Regions from separate parts of the Mus musculus genome. Here region 1 is linked to region 2. Evidence: chromatin contacts called from public promoter capture Hi-C data. All regions are on one chromosome and are shown on one strand. Each heading gives the region's core, a stretch centred on a gene start, on an enhancer-like site or on the middle of the called end of the contact. The rest is flanking DNA. Distances are from core to core; before and after follow the strand shown. Region 1 has its middle 23 kb from the start of Cspg4b. Region 2 holds the start of Slc38a9 (solute carrier family 38, member 9).

Region 1 (6,170 bases), core at 2,018-4,517, 610 kb before region 2:
AAGACGCAACAGACCAGAATCTTCTGCGGCAAAGCTTTATTGCTTACATCTTCAGGAGCCAGAGTGCAAGAAGCAAGAGAGCAAGAAGCAAGAGAGAGAGAGAACGAAACCCCGTCCCTATTAAGGAGAATTTTCCTTCGCCTAGGACGTGTCACTCCCTGATTGGCTGCAGCCCATCGGCCGAGTTGACGTCACGAGGAAGGCAGAGCACATGGAGTGAAGAACCACCCTCGGCACATGCGCAGATTATTTGTTTACCACTTAGAACACAGCTGTCAGCGCCATCTTGTAACGGCGAATGTGGGCGCGGCTCCCAACAGCCTAGCAAACACAGAAGTGGATGCTCACAGTCAGCTAATGGATGGATCACAGGGCTCCCAATGGAGGAGCTAGGGAAAGTACCCAAGGAGCTAAAGGGATCTTCAACCCTATAGGTGGAACAACATTATGAACTAACCAGTACCCCTGAGCTCTTGACTCTAGCTGCATATGTATCAAAAGATGGCCTAGTCGGCCATCACTGGAAAGAGAGGCCCATTGGACACGCAGACTTTGTGTGCCCCGGTACAGGGGAACGCCAGGGCCAAAGGGGGGGAGTGGGTGGGTAGGGGAGTGGGGGTGGGTGGGTAAGGGGGACTTTTGGTATAGCATTGGAAATGTAAATGAGCTAAATACCTAATAAAAAATGGAAAAAAAAAAAAAAAAGACAAAAAGGCCACCAACAGATTGGGAAAGGATTTTTACCAATCCTAAATCTGATAGTGGATGTCATTTATAAAGATGACACTCAGGTTTGCCCCTTGGCTTCCATGTACATTTTCACGTGTGTGCTCTCACCTGCCCATACACATATACATGAACACACACACACACACACACACACACACACACACAGAAGCACATGAACACACATATATTAAAAAGTAAAAAGTTATACTTTTCAAAGACATTAAAACTACCAAGAAGAGAATGGAGTACCCAAGTGTGGAAAGATCTAGAAATTTACATATTTAAAAATATTACCGCACCACACAGACAGGAGTGGATTCTCTCTGATTGAGGCTGAAGCATTTGTGAACCTGAGCTCAGCCCATAGGCGGGTCTTTCACCCTTGGCTAGGCCCATTTTAGTCTAGCAGTAAGGTCCCTGTCACCTTCCTCGGGGTCAGCTTTAATTATGTTTCACAACACCTTTTATGATGATGGTGATGGTGGTGGTGGTGGTGATGATGATGGTGGTGGTGGTGGTAATGGTCATGATGTTTTCTGTCCTGTCATTCTTAGACATTATCCCTACTTCATGGTAATCTCTTTTGATTTGAAGAGAAATCTGTTTTGGTCCCTCTGCTTCTGCTCTGGCTTTGTTCCTTGGCTCTCCAAGGGATTCAAGGAGAAAGAACATAGACAGAACCCCCTCAGCTTTTATAAACTAAGAGGTGTAAACCTCGATCAGGAGAGAGATTCACAGATGCAAAGACGACGACCCGCTTGGTTGGCTGCTCATGAAGCGAAAATGAAAATACATCAAATTATTATTTCAGCCACTTTTGGCTATAGGACAGTCTTTTTGTTTTGATTTGTTTTAAGATTTATTTTAGTGTGTGTGTGTGTGTGTGTGTGTGTGTGTGTGTGTGTGTGTGTGCAAGTAGCCACAAAGGTCAGATGAGGCTATCAGATCTGGAGCTACAGGTAGTTATGATCTATCCAACATGGGTGTTGGGAACCAAGCTCAGGTCTTCTGCAAGGGTAGCAAGTGTCCGTCCGTCACTGTGTTTCACCTCCTACACGACAGTCCTTTCGTTAAGAATCACTAGTCTCTTCTTTCACCATGTTTAGAATCCAGAGTTCATATCGGTGATGTGTCATTTACCAGCACTAAGAACTTCAGTTTCGGTTTCAACTTACCCAGGGGACACGGTCACGGGCTTTAAGTTTCCTCAGAAAAAGCAGCATGTAGGGACAAAGGAGGAGAAGGAGGTCAGAAATCATATGGAGAGAGACAGACAGACAGACAGACAGACAGACAGAGAGAGAGACAGACAGAGAGAGAGACAGAGAGAGTCAGAGACACAGAGACAGAGAGACAGAGACAGAGAGACAGAGACAGAGAGACTGAACACTGAAAGCTCATGGTATGTTATACACTTGAGGAATTTGGCTGCAGAAGCCTTCATATCTCACCTGATTATCGCTTCTTCTTGTGCCGCCACCAGGAAATAGCTCCCCACTGAAGGAATGCAGAAAATGTTGCTATCATATGGCTTTATGGCATTATAGAGGTCAAACCACCTCTGGCATTCCCAAGGCCTTAGTTCATAAAAGGAGGTAGTCCTCAGAGTCCCTCCCAGGTCTGACATTCCACAATGACTTGAATCACTGGGCCATTCATTGTACCTAAACTTTTACAGAGCCCTTGCAGTAGCCCAGAGCACACAAAGATGACTCTCTTCATAGCCAAGATGGGGATTGTCCTAATCGTCCCATTTTGATAAATTCTAAGGGTCAGACACCCTATCTTCCGTCTATATTGTCTCGGAATTGAGTATCTTCCAGGCCACTGGCTGGAATGTGGACCTGTATACCATATGTGGTGAAAATCCACATAGCTGGTCTGAATGGTGGGCTGTTTCCCACAGACCCACTCGTGAGATTTGCATGGAGGTCCCACACAGAAGCCCGGCGCTGAGTCACAACACTCCTGTGTAGCTTATGGCATTCAATACGTGAACTTCTCGGTGATAGGACAACTAGACATTGTCTCCAGCACCCTCCCCTGCTGAAGAGCCCGGGGTTCAGACACAATACCAACAGGCCCCAGGCCTCGTTAGGGAAAGCAGCAATTCTGCTGAATATGCATGCTAACACAAAGCTGCCTTCTGGATAAAGAAACGTAAGAAGCCACACGAGACATTTGGGGATCTCTCAGAAATGCAGAGAAGAGAGGAAATTGTTGAGCTGAGCTTTCCAAAGACCCATTTATCCCTGTTTTGCTTTCCCCTTCTTCAACCCACATATATGACTAAGTCCTACTTTCTCCCTGCAATTGGGTGAGAGGAGAGTCCCAGGGAGAACACCTCTCAGTCATGCCCTGCCGGACCCCTGCCTGCCCTACTCCAGCCCCAGCCCCAGCCCCAGCCCCAGCCCCAGCCCCAGCCCCAGCCCCAGCCCCAGCCCCAGCCCCAGCCCCAGCTACCAGAGTTTGTGCTCCCTCAGACATTTCTGAGGCCTGCTGGCTTTTCCACAACCCTCTCCCGCCTGCTTGTGATCCACGTGTCTCTGGTGCCACCTGCAGGAAGTAGAGCGCAGCTGCGTTCCTAACCCCGAGGTAGTCCTGATGGAGAGAGAATGAGATGTATTGGATACAGTTACATGAAGAGGTCTATTATGAGTGCTCAGAGATGCTGAAAGGTTTCGTGAAAGGTGGAACAAGAGATAGAGGAAGGCTGATAATGCCATTTGAAGGATAGAACCACCCTAGATGGGAGAAGCATCCTTACCTCGTCCAGAGACTGAAATGTCATTGTCATGCCCAGAATGGACAGACGGCTTGCTAAGAGGAAGAAAGACCAGGTGTAAGGACCGCGCCAAAGAGTTGGGATTTGACAAGTATCTCTTGTAGGGTAAAAAGATCTTAAGATTAGGGAAGGGAGTTCTAGAATTCGGACTTGTCTGGGAAAAAAGTGAGGGAGGAGGAGAGAGGGGGAGAGAGGGGGAAAGGAAGAGGGAGGAGAGAGTTGGACAACATCCAAACGCAGGGAGGGATTTGCTAAGAAAAAAGCAGAGGTGCACTTAACCAGAGTCTGTTCACTACTCCAGGTACAGGGCCCGGAGCTCAGAAGCCTCTACTTTCTCTATGCTATGAGAAGCACAGAGACCTGCCAAGTGTGCGACGTGGAACACTGGCCTGGGAGATTTGGACTTACTTTGTCTGCTCTAAAAACAAACAAACAAACATCTCACCTCTGGGATGGTGAGACTACTTGGTGGTTAAAAGCACTTTTTGCAAAGCCCAATGATCCAGACTTGATCTGCAGGGCCCACACTGTGGGAGGAGAGTGCTGACCCCACAAGTAGTCCTCGCCATCCCCTGCATGCTATGGCGTGCACCCCCGCCCATTAATGCAAGTTTTAAAACTAAATTTTAAAAAATCCTGCCCTGGGTCAGTCCTCTATCTTGTCTCTGTGTCTGATGCAGGATTTACACTAGTGAGGATTTTACTATAAAGCCTCCAGATAACCACTAAGACATATTTAACTTTGTGGGCGGCATTTTATGCAAATAAGCAAGGGTGGGTTTTCTATTCTGTAGAAGTTCCAGGTCCTGTTTAAGCACTCTTCGTACTATGTGTGTGTGGGAAGCCACATGTGCCATTGCAGGGTGGTGCTGGCTACCGCTGGCCACCACACATACATAGGCAGTAAAGTTTTTTTGCCAAGATGAGGTTTTGAGAATTAACCAAAATTAACCAATCAGATGAGAAACAAGTTAACCAATCAGATGAGAGACAAGTTAACCAATCAGATGTAGGCATGCAAATGAGGTGGTAAGCACAACCCATGCATAACCAATCCAGGTGTGAGACACGCCTCTCCTAGGCCTATATAAGCAGCACCAGTTCTGGGCTTAGGGTCTCTTCGCCTCTGCAATCAAGCTCTCCCAATAAACGTGTACAGAAGGATCCTGTTGCAGCGTCGTTCTTGCTGGCGAGTCAGGGCACGCGCAAGATATGTGTATATAGTGTGTGAAGTCCTTAAAGACCCTGGAGCTGATACCCTTGTGCAACTGTGTTTTGAATAAAGCCAGCACAGTGTTAAACATAAGGACAGGCAGTGCTGATCATGGGTTTCTGACTGTTTCTGGGTGGCTTTTAGTTTTATTTTTTTCTGACTGCTGTAACCTACGTTTTTTTTTTTTTTTTAAGTAGATTGCCTTGAATAGATTGAAGTGTTGTTAATAATGATTAAAGATTAGAGACAAGGAATTATCCATGGAGATTTAGATTGCCATTTAGAATCCAACGTAGTCAGTTATATGTCCATGAATTAATGAGGTATGCATCACTACTAGAATGAATACTGAAATAATGTTATACATGGTAGTCATGAAGTGTCTACGGGTTGTGGTGTGGGTATACTTTATGGTGTGTATTTAAGGTCCGTGAGCTGATGCTTTTGTTGAGCTTATTTTGATCCGCAGTGGGGGGACTCGAGGTACACACCTAGCTGCTTTCACTTTTTCCTTCTGTTTCTGTGGTAACACATACTACCGTAATCTCTGTTATATAAACATCTTTAATCAATTTGACACACAGACAACATGGCACTGACTGTTGCTAAAATAGAAACAAACCATGATATTGTTCACTCATGGTTAGCACCCATCTTCCTTTCAATGGAGACTAATTGGAAGTCGACCTTGCAACTTTGTCTCCAAACTGCCAAACTCCCTCACAACAAAAGACATTTCAATGCTGGGCCAGACCCTGGTGGCACACACCTCTAATTCCATCTGCCATCAGTGGATCTCTGTGTTCCAGGAGAGGCTGGCCCCATAGAACAAGCTCCAGGGCAACCAGAGCTACACTGAGAAACAGTGTGTGTGTGTGTGTGTGTGTGTGTGTGTGTGTGTGTGTGTGTGTGTGTTGTGGGTGGGAGACTTTCAAAAGTATGCACGTTTCTCCAGACACGTGTACAGTGTTTAATTCACTTAGTGGCTCTCTGGGATAAATACTATTAGTAGCTCTGTCTTCAGATTCTGCGGGCCCTGCAGTTCTTACACTACAGACTCACTTTCTTACACAATATTCTCTTCCAGGCCAGTTCCTCATTTTAAATGCACACATCCATCAACACAGTGGTTGATGTCAAATTCCAAATGACCACAACCCCTAGTGTAAAGTCAATTTACAAAACACCTTGCTTCCTGTGGTCTGAACTCTTGGAGGAAGACTCTGAAAGACACAGAGAGCACATAGTGAGTGCCAACAGGATGTAACCCCATATCATATATGACAGCCCTAATCAGACCCCCTGTATCTGGGAAATTGTGGAGACTTGTGTCTTTTTACAGCTTTGCTCATTGGCTCTTGGCTAAACAAGAGTCTTGAGAAAAGAGATGTTTGAGCCTTATAACAGCGAATAACTAATACACAAGTCTGAAATACAATATGC
Region 2 (5,859 bases), core at 142-2,641:
TAGATGAGCAACACTAGATTTTCTGAAGTTGAGTTTTAGATTAAAACAAACAAACAAATAAACAAACCAAAAACTACTAGCAAAGCACTAAAGTTTAAATGTATTATAAAAACACAGGCCTGCTAAAAATTTTTAACCTCTTATAATTTTTTTCCTTTTTCCTATATCACTAGTGTTGGACATCACTATGTGCACCATAACACCTGTTTTTTTTTTTTTTTTTTTTTACAAAGGTGCAATGACCCATATACACGCTGGGTCTTCATGCTTGCAAGGTCAGCACTTTAGAGACCAGCCATTTTTCTAGCCCTGGGTTTCAGATTTTAAGTCTCACTATTTAAACTGGAGACCATCCGTTCCCCTGGCTCACCTAAGTCCTGGGCTTACAGGCTTGCCCCATGTCTATCTGATTGTAGTTGTTTACAAGGCATACAGGTTTCTCTTTAATTTACAAGTTTCTTTTGATCTACTGAAAAGTTCTGTTGAAAACAAATAACAAAACCCCAAATAAATAGCGAACAAACAAAAACTTTTGTCTGGTACTCCACATGCCACTTCTTTGTTATATTTGAAGGCATGGAATAGGAAAACAGAGAGTGACCTCAACAATAAATGAGGCACTGCCAGGGGATCCTTACAATTAGGTTTTGGGCAAGTTGGCTAATAACTGACTGATGGATAAGCAGATGTCTTCAATTTTTAAGACATCCTGATTTGTAAACCGAGGAGAAAACGTTTGACTAGCTGCCTCACAACTCCAGTATTTCAAGACAGCCAACACAGCATTGCCACCCACAATTAGAGCAGTCAGTCACTCATGGGCTGGGGAAGTAGCTTGGTGGTAGAGCGACTTCATTGCCCAGCCCTGGGTTGCATCTTCCAGCACCTGTCCCAGCACAAGTGAGTCAGAGTCAAACACCAGTGTGGTAGGCACAGCAGGGGCTTCCGCTCCCAATTCTCCTCTCTAGATCTTTCTCTATCCCTGCAATAATCCCAACAGTCCTCTCACCCCGGCTTCGGGTGTTCATCTGCTGTAACCCTTCCTGCCTTTTCCCAGCAGACCCAGACTTTCTCAGCTCCCGCGGACTCCCCGTACTTGACCCATTCGAGGGACCTGCGCCACTCTGGAGCAGTGTCCCTAGCCCGGGGCTTGGCTCTCCCGGCATCCCAAAGACCCCTCCGTGCTGACAGCCCGATGGCTGCAAACTCAGCCCTTCCTTCCTCGCCTGGGCTCCCTCTTGGACTGTCCCAGGGTGAGTTTGCCAGGAGCGAGAACGTGTCTACCTCAGCAGGCCAATCCCTCTACGTCGGAAAACCAGAGCAGGAGGCGAAGACCCTTTCACAGACCTCTCAGTTGGCAGCGGCTTAGAGAGAATAGTCCTCTAAACAGGAAGAGGCAACGGCTTAGGCCGCGGGGGATGGCGGGGGATGGAGTCCTAGGAAAACACAGTCCACCGCTTCTGTGAAAGCGCCGCCATCTGAAACTACAACTCCCAGAGGGCTCTGCAGCAGCCGGCCAGCCTATCAAAGAACCCCGCCCTCCAGCTCCGGAGGCGGGGTCGCTGAGCAGGTGCTCGAACATCTGACCGGCTGGGTTGTCTTCTCCTCCCGAACTACCTAGGAAGAGAGAAAAAGAAGAGATCTCTTTAGGTGCTTTACAGCATCACAGGCCACGTGAGAACAAGATGATGTGCCTGACGTCCCTGGTGACGTTTTTCTCAGGCTTTCCTGGCTCGTGTTATGTTCTTAGGTCACGCCCTTGGATCCCGAGGGAAGCTGGATTGGGGTGGAATGGGGGAGTTGTTAATGAGCATTGATTTTTCTCCTGTGGTCTTCTTGTTTGTTTTGTGTTTGTTTTGGTTTGTTTTTTGTTTTGTTATTCGAGACAGTTTCTCTGTGTGTCCCTGTCTGTCCTGGAACTCACTCTGTAGACCAGGCTAGCTTCAAACTCAAAAGATCTGCCTGCTTCTGCCTCTGCCTCCTGAGTGCTGATATTAAAGGCGAGTGTCACCAGTGCCAGGTCTGGGTCTCTCTCTCCCCCTGGCCCTCCCCCTGTCCCTCCCCTCCCCACCCCACCTAAAGTCAATGTATGTTGGTAATGAAGTCATCTCATGGTAAGATCCCTAAGACTGATATGGCATGTCTTAAAACCAGGGCTCTATAAAGAAAGCTAACATTCAAAAGCAATGTGCTGTAATGTGATCAAGACCCCAAGACCTAAACTTATCAAATAGTAATGAATTCCAAGAATTTTACATTTATCATTTTGTAAAGTCTTTGGAAACTTCATGTTTTACCTATTTTTACCGATAATGAAACAGTCTTAGAAAAGTTGTGACATGGCAAGGCTAGACAGACTTTCAAGTGGCAAAATATCTGGAATTCAAACCAAGGTCTTCCAAACTCTGCTCTCAAACTCTTCTAAATATCCGCTCTGATACTGAGGGCTTAAAATTGCAAGTAGTAGTGAATGGTGCCTTTTAGGGAGATACAAGTTATTTTGTTGACAGTGTTCTTGTTCCAAAAGGCTTACAACTGCATCTGGCTGTACATCTGCATCTGCATTTGAAAATGAATGATACATGATTTTTGTAAGTCTCTGTAATAGGAAAATTTTCTTTTTCCTTTCTTTTTTCTTTTTTTCCTGAATTCCAGTCTGAGAAAACAGTTTTAGTCAAGATTGGAAAGAGCAAAATAAATAAGCACCTTACAACTGCTGGAGAGATACTTAAAACCACAGTAACAAAATTGCTGAATTTGATAAGGCAGCTCTGGCCAACTCCCACTTTCAGGTAGTGGTGACCTTAAAGATGGCAGTCTACATTCTTGACGAAGGTCACTGGCACCAGAGGGAGAAGAGACCTTCTCAAGAAATTGTAACTGCCTAGTGTTCTTGAAGGTTTCCTACAAGGTTTTACCTTGGTTTTATGGGCAAAACCTTGGTTTCATGGTTTCTTGGCTCACAGGGCAGTGCTTGTCCAAATATTTGAACACATAGTCATAGCTACAGGCACAAGGTCTCAGTTCAAGCAAGAAATAAACAGACTAGTACTGTGCCAGGTTTCCCACTAAGAAATCCTTAATAATACATTCATGTACTATAGAATAAGATTTAAAAATTTCTCAAGATACAGATAGATCAACAATTGAGAACAAATTCTAAGACACACTTAGCTTGAGTTTCCATTGCTGAAAAAAAAAAAAGCAAGTCGGAGAGGAAAGGGTTTATTTGGCTATATCAGTTTTCATCAGCAAAGGAAGTCAGAACAGGAACTCAAACAGGGCAGGAACCTGGAGGCAGGAGCTGGTGTAGAGGCCATCATGTACTGCTGACTGGGCTGCTCCCCATGACTTGTGTAGCCTGTTTTCTTACATAACCCAGTACCACCAGCCCAGGGATGGTACCACCCACAATGGGCTGGGCCCACCTACATCAATCAGCAATAAAGAAAATGCCCTACACACAATACCCAGGAACATGTAATGGTCAAGCAGAGAAGGAGGCCTCTAAAGGGAAGATTCAGAATGATTTGCTCGGAGCAGTAGACGAGAACAGCCAGGAAAAGCCAGGGAGGAGAGTACAGTTTTTCATGACTGTTTGGTTTTTATTTTTATTTATTTTTATATTTTTAATTACAGTCTCTGTATCCCACATTGACCCAGAACTTGCCCTGTGACCCAGGATGGCCTTGAACTTATGACCCTTTTGCCACCTAAATGCTAGTAGTAGCAGCAGCAGCAGCAGCAGTAGTAGTAGCAGTAGTAGTAGAACCTGAATCACCGGGCCTAGTTTTTTCATCTGTTTTTGTGGAAAGTTTAGCTATATACAGATGTAGAAAGTATGGGGAACCTCTATGTTTCCATTACTCATAAAAAAAAAAAAACAAATAATAAAGAACCAAGTCTCATGTCCTCTATAACCACATCTTGGTATATCTAAAATACAGAGACTGTTTTTAAGAAGTCATAACCTCCATATCAGCATACCTAAAACATGAATATTCGCTTAACATTGTTTAGTATCTAGTCAGTTAATATATTTCCTGAAGCTGTGGAGATAGCTCAGTTGGAAAAGTGCTTCCCCACAAAGCACAGAGACTTGGATTTAATCCCCCAAAACCACATCATAAGAAAAAGCCCAGACTCATGATGGCATGTGCTGGTGATACCAATGCTGGAGATACAGACACAGGTGAAGCCCCAGGGCTCACTGGCTGGCCAGGCTAGCCAGCTGATCAGTGAGAGACCTTGCCTCAGAAAATGAGATGGATGGCTCCCAAGGAAGGACACCGAGGATGTTCCAGGCTTCCATGCATATAAACATACACACATGCTCCCACATAAAAAAGCATGCCTTCACACACACTCAAAATAAATATCTCAATTTTTGTTTTTGAGATCGGTTCTCACTATGTAACTCTGAACTGGCCTAGAACATGCTTTGTAGACAAAGACTGGTCTCAAACTCATAGAGATCTGCCTACCTCTGCCTCCTGAGTGCTAGATTAAGGACATGTGCCACCATGCCTGGCCCAGTTTCTTGCTTTGTATTATAAACTTTATAGCTGGTAAGACTCTGGACCCACACGTGTTTGATTTGTCTCTTCTCTCCTGAGACATTTTTTCCCAGTAACATTTCCTGAATTTTGTATTTTATTGTCTCTGCATCTGTGCTGAGACATAACATCTTCTGTTTCTTCTATTTGCCATGAACTGGGAGTTAAGTCTAAGAATTTGATTAAAGCTGAAGTTGAGTTTGAAATCAAACCTCTACATGTAGCGTTTTGTATTTCCCACTGTGATACATCAACCAGCACATGGTTCTTGGAGGTCTTTGCTTTGTGGTATAAAGTTGGCCCAGTGTGTTTAAATGTTGTCCTCTTTAAGGAGGTAGCTAGGTAAGATCACACGCCGGTTACCTACCTCCCTACTGATGCACTAACTGGTGTGTCTAGCCTAGCCTAAGGCCCTAGGGTACCATGCATCCCATAATAGCTTATGTGAGGCCCAACACATTTGTAGATAACAGCATCAGGTCATAGTGTCATAAGGTTGGACACCCCTGGCAGAGTTTCCTGTACCACACTATCTTCAAAAGAGCTAAAGAAGTAAGGTGGAAAAAAACAAACATCATAGTGTTCTGATTTTACTGTAACAGGAAAAGACTCACTGAAAAGATGCCAAGGCCCAGATTTCCCCTCCCACAATTCCAAGCTTCATGGAGAATGATACCTCCACTTTGGGGATGGAGAAGGAATTAAATCCTGACCACAGACTTGAAGCAGTAAGAACTTATCACCGTGATGTCAGTTCTGGGTGGAACCCTATGCATCCCGTGGCCCTGTACCTGCAGATGCTGCTGCTGGACCTGTGATAGATGGCCAGTACTACAGTTAGGAATCTTTCTGACAACTGCAGCTTTTAGAATGGAAATCAAAACTCCACCTACTGGATGGCACAACATGAAAGCAAGGACTGTGCCTTGCAGCTCAGGGCCAGCCTTAGTACTAGTCTCTGAGGGACCGTTGCTACCACCGGTTCCCAACCTGTAGCAGCACAACTATCCTGGACCAGGGTTCACGGATGGAGCTCAAGACCTTGACATCTGTCACAGTTATGCTCTGCACCATGAGGAAGTTGTCTCAGTTTGCCTTACTGCCACAGCACCGGCTGTGGGCTCAGCATTGTGACACTCAGAGCCACAGTTCTGGAGCAGGAACCAGGGCAGGTCCCTCTGGTGATTCTTTCTACAGTTCACGACCAGAGGCTGTTGGCTTTGGAAGGCACCTGGAGGTCTGTGCAAGCCCCGGACAGAGGCTTGTGTAGATGAAGGACCCTTTATAAAAAGCTCCCTAATTG

The links. Promoter capture Hi-C pulls out the DNA fragments that hold promoters and counts their contacts.
Region 1: a promoter capture Hi-C map of hippocampal neurons shows a contact between it and region 2, with 3 times the contacts expected there. The contact joins the enhancer-like site here to the promoter of Slc38a9 in region 2. A contact is called at or near these places in 4 of 39 promoter capture datasets (the 3T3-L1 cell line, 3T3-L1-derived adipocytes, hippocampal neurons and 1 more), 18 of 484 Hi-C or Micro-C datasets (B cells, the C2C12 cell line, the G1E-ER4 cell line and 10 more) and 1 of 115 datasets of contacts at active chromatin or transcription factors (astrocytes).

What each region holds. Positions count from the first base shown.
Region 1 is chr13:113,267,093-113,273,262 of GRCm38.p6, reverse strand. No RefSeq gene overlaps it. Among named protein-coding and RNA genes, the nearest start is that of Cspg4b, 23 kb to the left of the region's middle. Within about 2 kb of position 3,267, at least 33 of the 459 cell types and tissues checked have an H3K27ac peak or open chromatin away from gene starts, as enhancers often do. A contact at or near this core is called in cerebral cortex, cortical neurons, embryonic fibroblasts and 1 more, where this site is marked.
Region 2 is chr13:112,656,298-112,662,156 of GRCm38.p6, reverse strand. Slc38a9 (solute carrier family 38, member 9) reads right to left here and starts at 1,391. Exons shown (of 15, transcript NM_178746.4): 1 at 1,285-1,391.